Regions from separate parts of the Gossypium hirsutum genome. Here all the other regions are linked to region 3. The links are chromatin contacts, called in public Hi-C maps. All regions are on one chromosome and are shown on one strand. The core of a region is the stretch at or near the end of the contact, and the rest is flanking DNA. Distances in the headings are between cores, read along the strand shown.

Evidence for each region. Hi-C and Micro-C count contacts between places; a contact is called where the count stands out from the background.
Region 1: a contact with region 3 is called in a Hi-C map of leaf, with 1.4 times the contacts expected there. The contact joins the enhancer-like site here to the promoter of LOC107920922 in region 3. A contact is called at or near these places in 2 of 34 Hi-C or Micro-C datasets (both in leaf).
Region 2: a contact with region 3 is called in a Hi-C map of leaf, with 2.7 times the contacts expected there. The contact joins the promoter of LOC107918137 here to the promoter of LOC107920922 in region 3. A contact is called at or near these places in 2 of 34 Hi-C or Micro-C datasets (both in leaf).

What each region holds. Positions count from the first base shown.
Region 1 is chrA01:41,128,041-41,130,740 of Gossypium_hirsutum_v2.1, reverse strand. No RefSeq gene overlaps it. Among protein-coding and RNA genes, the nearest start is that of LOC107917422, 54 kb to the left of the region's middle. Within about 2 kb of position 1,315, at least 8 of the 9 cell types and tissues checked have an H3K27ac peak or open chromatin away from gene starts, as enhancers often do. A contact at or near this core is called in leaf, where this site is marked.
Region 2 is chrA01:41,045,411-41,048,110 of Gossypium_hirsutum_v2.1, reverse strand. It overlaps LOC107918137 (polyubiquitin), which reads left to right and starts at 1,338. Exons shown (of 2, transcript XM_016847668.2): 1 at 1,338-1,550; 2 at 2,215-2,700. The coding sequence starts at 1,398.
Region 3 is chrA01:40,754,455-40,757,154 of Gossypium_hirsutum_v2.1, reverse strand. LOC107920922 (MADS-box protein AGL24-like) reads left to right here and starts at 1,342. Exons shown (of 7, transcript NM_001327183.1): 1 at 1,342-1,523. The coding sequence starts at 1,342.

The sequences.
Region 1 (2,700 bases), core at 66-2,565, 370 kb before region 3:
GCAAATTCGCCGATTCAACAAAATCTCCAAAATGGGGGCAGCGTATACCTTCAGTAAGACTTCCAGTCTTTTCAGAAGATGCAAGGATCGCATTAAAATCTCCAATGGCCATCCAGGGAAATTGACCAAGAAAAACAATATTCCTTAAATTATCCCAAAGAAGTTGACGCTTTTGCCTATTGGGACTACCATACACGAAAGAAATCATGATAGGATGTACTGAAGGTTTCTTCCAAACCCGAGTTAAGATGAATTGCGAATGATTACAAATCACCTCAAGACAAACAGAGTCTTTCTAACCTAACCAAATGCCTCCAGAAAACCCAATTGCCTCCACCCGATGTGAGTACTGAAATCCCAACTTAGCAATAATTTTGTTAGCCTTAGCCCCGCTGACTCTCGGCTCAAGAAAGCTAACAATGTCAGGTTTATATTCCATATCATACTCTCAAAAAATTCTAAGAAACTTAATATTAGCACATCCTTGACAATTCTAGGAAAATATAGTGATATTCATTAAAACCAAAAAGTATGAGAGAAAGAAAAAACAAACCTATCTTTTAGGACCTTTCTTTACCTTCCAACTCAGATTCAGCAATCTCGGATACATCACTTGGATTACAGCTGGGAATTTTGGAAGATAAAAATTCCGCCATCTTCTTCATGGACTCAGCAAGAGAAATGCGTGTGTTTCCAGAATTTTTGAAACGACTACCTCGACCCCATAAAGTAAAAGAGGGCTTACGATTGCTTCGGGAACTACCGCCTTTTTGGTGTTTGGAATTATTTATTGGAGTGTTCACGACCACATTCGGGAGTTCCATGGGTCTTGAATCCAATTTAACCTGCTGGTTAGAAGGAACATTATTATTATTATTATTATTATTATTAAAAATAATAGCTGAATGCTTACCTGGGTCTAGTGTATTATCGGAGATAGGGACAATAATGCCTTCGGATTCGTCAAATACAGGGTTGTATCTTGCTTTAATTTTTTCCATATTTTCAATGTCTAAACTGCTCAAATTATTAGGAACCAAAAGGCCTTGACCATCTGCACCATTAGAAGAATTATTAGTTTTAGAAAAATTAGGATTCGGGGCCACTGGAATAGAATTTGAAAAAGAAAAGGGAGATTTAGCCGATTGATCCCCAATGTTTCCCAAATGACCGTCTAAAATTATTGGCCTCTTCCCCAAAGCTTTGTCCAAACTCTTATTATACTTTTGACCCGTTTCTTGTAAAGAGACTCTACCCACTTCCATGCCCCTATCAGACCCATTAGTAAGGCCCACAAATCCACCTACATGTCCGGCCTTGTTAGAAAGAAACTCCCCATTCTCTTGATTAACCCTAGATTTAAGATTAATTTGAGCACCACCCTCCTTTCTATTAGCCCCCCTAAATCTCCTCCATCCGAAGATCTCCTTTCATCACAAAGATCCTCCTCCCCCATCAACGTCGAGAATCGAGACCCTAAAGCCTGATTTTTTTATTTCCCCGTGATTTCCGCTAGAGAATCCTTCTTCCCCCGCCGAGAATATCGCTTCTCTACTAATATCCATGGCCCAAAATCTGCCTATTTTCCTCCGGTTCCGTTAGCTGAAGAGACGCCGTCCGACTTGCCTTTATTTGTGTCACCTACCACCGTCGCCGGCTCACCTAGAGGTACTGGCCGATTTTGTTCCGTTTCAGATAGTGGGCACAAATCTTTAACGTGCCCGTATTTGCCGCAAGAGAAACAGACAGTCGGGAAGGATTCGTATTCCACTTGCTGAACTACTCCATCAACTAGAACCTGAGAAATCAAAGGTTCTATCAAGTTAATATAGACGGCTAAACGCGCGAATCTTCCTCTGGTTTGATTATCCGTCTGAACGTCGAGTTTGACGACTTTTCCAATGAGACTTTCAATAGCCTCTATTATCTTTCTTTTGTAGAGATGTCCCGGGAGATTCGGCAAACGAATCCAGGCTAGCACCATGCTAGGATAGGGTTGCTCTGGACTGAAATGCTTGGTCCAAGGTTGCACTGTCAAATATTGGCCGTAAACAGTCTAAGGTCCTTGCGATAAGACTCTGTTATAATCCTCAACGGCCTGAAATTTAACAAGGTAATACCCGTTGATGGTATCCATTATACGAATAGATTTCATTGGTTTCCAAAGAGAGAAAATTCGATTGTGTAAAGCGTTGTAACCAATGTTACGCCCTAACAATTTGACAATGATCGTTAGCTCCATTTCTTTAAACAGGATATTTTTTAAGCGATCAGAGAAAGAGATAGCCGGAACACCATCAAGGATAGTTTTATTAACGTCCCCTTCAAGTAACTCAAAATCAATATCACTCCCTTCAGAAAAAGCAATGCGATTTGGACTAAGTTCACCCGAAGAGCCCCCCAAAAGTTTGTCTTTCCATGACAAATTTTCTTCTGGGGCTGGATCCCCATCCATGGATATATCATCTTCAACAAGATTATCTTTGAACCTCACTTTTTTGGTATTTCTGTCATTATCGGGGTGGGTTTCGCCATCCTCATTGTCACCGGAAAGTTGCGAACTAGAGAGCATTGTAAAATATGATATTCTTTCAAACATACATAATAGTTACTTATTAGTAACATATGCCATATTTTCTTAAATTACTATTTATTGTATTTAATGAAATAATTATGCAGTGGTAAACTCTGACCATTACT
Region 2 (2,700 bases), core at 89-2,588, 290 kb before region 3:
TGTGATATCCATATTATCTAGTGGTAATGTCAGTTCAGCTGTTTTTTTTTTTTGGATTTTTTAAAGTGTCTATCATAAATCGGTTCGGCTTGATTTGATTCTCAGTTTTTTCATATTAATTTTTTGTTTTGGATTTTTAGACTTATTTTGATAAAATAATCTTTTTAAGGCTTTTAATTATTAATTTATAAATTTTCAGAGTCTTTTTCATAAATACTTCTAAAAAATTTTTTTTGAAGAACTTTTAAATTATTTTCACTATTTAAAATATAAAGTATTTATTTTTATATCATAAAAATAAATTTAATTATATATTAAATAAAAATAAAATTCAATTCAGTTTTAGGTAACCGCAATTTTTAAACTTGTATTCTATAAATCGTCCAAATACTTCAGTTCGAGTTGGTTTTTAATAAAATAATCACTTTTATTTAAATTTTAAATATGAATAAATTTGCCATTCAACTCTTAGGTGATTGAAATTTACTATTAAGCTTAGAATTTTATAAAAATTTTCTACCAACTTTTTTTAATTAAATTTTATCACTCAATATTAATTTTGATAATTTGAAAATATAATTTAATAAGAATTTTTTTCAAATTTTTTATTTTTGTAGGTAAATCTAATTTTTTATTTTTATAGCTAAAACTAATTTAACTTTTATTTAATATTAATATTATATTATATTAATTTATATTTTTAAATATTAAATTAAAATATAAAAAATATTAAATTTTGTCTTAAAATTATTTTGAATTAAAATTGAATAAAAAATTAACTTTAATGGCAAATTTCAATCAAATGAAAGTAAAACAACAAAATTCAACATAAAATTAAAGTATTGTGGTAAATTTATCTATAGTGCATAAGGAAAATGAAAAATATCATTGAAAATGGAATATAGTGACAAATTTTCATATTAACCCAAAGGAACCTATAGTCACATGGGAGCTATATATAGCATAGAGTTTTAGATAATGCGGTTAAAATATGTCATAAGTTTCTATGTTTTTCATAAATTTTAAATTTAATCCCTATACTTTTAGTTCTAGGAATTTAGTCATTTTAATTTTTACTTTCAAAATTTAGGTCTAATTATTAAGATTGTTAAGATTACTTTGTTAAATTTAGGTTCACTACAATGTTATTGTTAACAAAATAATTTGACATTGTTAATAATTAGACTAAAATTGTGAAATAAGGAAAATAGAGGGACTAAATTCCTAAAAATAAAAAGATAAGGACTAAATTCTAAAGATGTGAAGAGTAAATGGACCTATAACACATTTTAACCAGATAATTGCCTATATTTAAGTTTTTGCTATTTACTTTCTTTATTATTTTCCATATTTATCGAATGAAAAACAAACTCAGCGTGGGCTTTCGGTAGAAATAAATGTGGCAAGAACTGATTGGTTATACTATTGGCAATATTGTCGTAAAGTCGGCAAATTCCACCTATAAGAAAGGCGTAAATCTCCCAATCTATTCACCGGCAGACTCTTCCGTCTTCAAACACTTCGAATCGTTTTCCAATTACTCTGACAAGGTAACTCATAGTTGTTTTATATTTCAATTTTTCAATCTTAATTAACAATTTTATTGCTTTTATGTATTATTATGGGCTTTTTTCTTTTAAAATCGTATCTTGTTTGTTATCTCATTATCTTGAATTGTTGGTGGATCTTGAATGAGTTTTCAGTCCTTTTTGCTTTAATTTTGATAGATCTTCTCATAATTTGATTGCTTATACGTATAAGGGTTTTTTTTTTAATTTAACTAATCGGATCTTGGTTAATCATGTTGAATATCTTCCTTGAAAATAGTTAAATTATTAGTGGATCTGTTAATGGACCATCTTTGTTTATTGAGATTCAGTTGTAAATATTTGACATTCTTAAATTTGTTGATGTGTGTTCTTGGGATTTTAAATTGGTAGATTTGTTTAGGCTCTTGAAATTTTTGTCTATGCTTTCTATTTGTTTTGAGAATTTTGATTTTCTTGGTTTTCTTTGATTTTAAAAAGGGCATCTCTTGTGATGGTATTCTTGCAGATTTTATTTCCAGGTTTTAAATTTGCTAAAATATAATAATTGATATATAAATGACGGCCTTGGATTCTAACTTATTGTTTATGACTTTGTTTTTCTGCTAATTTTCTGAACTCTTGATAATTGAGATACTAATTTGTTTTTGATCTTTTGATTCAATAGATGCAAATCTTTGTTAAAACCCTCACTGGCAAGACCATCACCCTCGAGGTGGAGAGTTCAGACACCATTGATAATGTGAAGGCTAAGATCCAAGATAAGGAAGGGATCCCACCGGATCAGCAGAGGCTTATCTTTGCTGGCAAACAACTTGAGGATGGCCGCACGCTAGCCGACTACAACATTCAGAAAGAATCCACCCTTCACTTGGTTCTTCGACTTCGTGGCGGCATGCAAATCTTTGTCAAGACTCTCACTGGAAAGACAATTACCTTGGAGGTTGAAAGCTCTGACACAATAGATAATGTAAAGGCAAAGATCCAAGACAAGGAAGGGATCCCACCAGATCAGCAGAGGCTTATCTTTGCTGGAAAGCAGCTTGAAGATGGTCGCACCTTAGCTGATTACAATATCCAAAAAGAGTCCACCCTCCACCTAGTACTTCGTCTTCGAGGTGGCATGCAAATCTTTGTCAAAACTCTCACTGGA
Region 3 (2,700 bases), core at 93-2,592:
GCAAAAATTAAATAGAGTTTTGAAAAAATATGATAAAAATTTGAGAGAATTTGGAGAAAATTTAGAAAAAATTATGAGAGGACTTTTGGGTGAAAAAATGAAAGGGGACCTTTTATATATATTTTTTTGATCGTTGGAGGTCAAACAGTTAAGTGACCATTGGAACAGGGCAAAACGCGTTCTTAGGGGAGTATTTTATCTACGTCAGCATAAAACGCGCCTTCAAGGAAGTACTTTGTGCTGACGTGGACAAAACGCTTTCTTAAGAATACGTTTTGCTGACATATCTCTTGACTTTGTGCTAACGTAGACGTCCTTTTAAAAAATTTTAACATTTCTAATAAATAATTAAAAAATTAATCTATTTTTATAAATAATTTTAGAAATGGCGTTTTTCACTAAATTACCCAGAAAGGGAGGTAGGGGGTGATATACAAATATAAGAGAAAAATCATAATTGGAAAGTAGGAAGTGATAAAGAAAGAAAGGAATTCTGGAGCTATCGCGGTCGGTTGATTGATGGAAGTGACGCGATGATGTGGCCGTAGAGGGGAAGCCAAAGTAAAAGTGGGGTTAATATCTTGGGTTTTTGGCCAATGACAGTCTCCATTGTACGGAAAGCCCTCGTCCACAAAAAAATCCCCAAAATAAGGATTATTTTATTAGAAAAAAAAGTGAAATAGAATAAAGAAAAGGAGTTAAATGTAGTCACTTTGTTTGGTTTGATCAAATCTGCTATTATTGGTGATCAGAGCTGATTTTGGCTATTCCTTTCTCTGCATACAAAAAGGAAAATAAAACGGAGTGAGACTTAATTTCCAAAAACAAAATGTCCGAAGACTGAAGATAAAATATAGAAAGCTTCTCTTTATATGTAGTTCTAAAAAGCAAGGTCTGAAGAGGAGACCTTTCCTTTCTTGAGTCAGGTAACAGTCCCAAACCGAAGGGCTTTTGCCTTTCTTTTTTCTCTCTCTTTTATGGTTTTTCAGTTTAAACCTCTGTATTTGGGAGGCTTTTGATTCCTGTCACCAGACCTAACTCCAGCTCCTGAACAAATATATCTCAATAAGGTAAATTTAATGAAAGTAAACCCACCAATCCGACTCCTTTTATGTCTGAGTTTTTAGTTCTGTCAGTTTCTTTCTTCTTTTAGAAACCTGGATCTGAAACATGGGGTCTTTCGCTAGGGCTTCAGCTTAAAATTTCCTCAAATGAACTTGGCACAAAAAGTCAAGAAAACTCACTTTTTCCCTCTTGTTTTTAAGTCATTTTATGTATTATTGTTACTATTTTTTTTTCCTCTGAGAGGAGTTTTTTTATATTGTTATTTTTAAGGTAGAAATGGCGAGGGAGAAGATCAAGATCAAGAAGATAGACAACTTGACGGCTAGGCAAGTGACTTTCTCTAAAAGAAGGCGAGGGCTTTTCAAGAAAGCTGAAGAGCTTTCAGTTCTTTGTGACGCTGAGTTTGCTCTCATTATTTTCTCAGCTACTGGAAAGCTCTTTGAGTTTGCTACCTCCAGGTATATTTTCCATCAACTTCCAATAATACTCTTTCTCTTCTTTTACTTTCTGTCTACTTATATCATAGTTATAGATGGAGAGAGAGCAAAGGGAACTTGTAGTAAGCTTCCGTTGCCATGTCCGGTTTAGATCCTGTGACAGATCTTCCAAAACAAAAATTAAGCCTTTAATGAAAAAGAATAAAAAAAAAAGCTAAGTCTTAAACAAACCTGGTAACATGATATTTGTTTTTGTTCAGATTCCATAGATCGTGGAGGCTATACTACTATACTGATATCTTTTGCATAAAATAGCCACACACACTCTCTCTCTAAAAAGATACCAATATTTCTTTTTATAATTAAAAAAATTCTCGATGTCTTTTTGATTTAATTTTTCCTGGCTTTATTCATTAATCGATTGGTTTTAGTTCATAAGTGTTGGATAAATTTGGGCATTCTGCATTTGATCTTCCTATGCCCTTCGGTTACTGATTTATTGGGGTATGAGATCTTTGTTTTTCCATGGTATATGTTGAGAATCTTTACCGGCACATTTAGCTAAAGATTATATCCATTTTAAATTTACCCACAAACTTCTTATTATTATATTATATTTATATTTTGTTTGGATTTTTATGTTTATTTTTTTATTAAATATTCGTTTCAATATATATTAAAATATGGGGGTGAGGTTTAATCTCCCAAAGTTAGTTGCGTTGGATGTTTTACAATATATTAATCCTCATATGTTATCAGATCTTACCTTTGATTTCAATGTATCCCGACTCATTTTCCAAACTGTTTCTAATCAATGTTATGCAAAGAGCATATATTGGTAAGCAAGCATACAAGTTTTTGCATTAGGTCTAGTTTCTTGCATTACTTACAGAATATTCTATATATTTTCCAAAATCCAGTTCTATCGCGAAATTATATATTAAATCGGGGAGGAACTTAAGTGTCCAAGCTTAAACTTTAGACCTTAACTAAGACTAAAAGTTAGTTGACAATGTTTAAAGCTTATATTGCGAATAAATTCTACAAATAAGAACCCATTTATCCGGTTAATGTCTAAAAAAGGTTGAGTTCGTAAAAGTCTAATGATATCAGTTCAGGGGACAAATCTTGAAAATGCTAATTTTTGGTTGCCCTTCTTGTGTATTTTTAGTGGGGCTGGAATGGGTTTTAGTTGAGA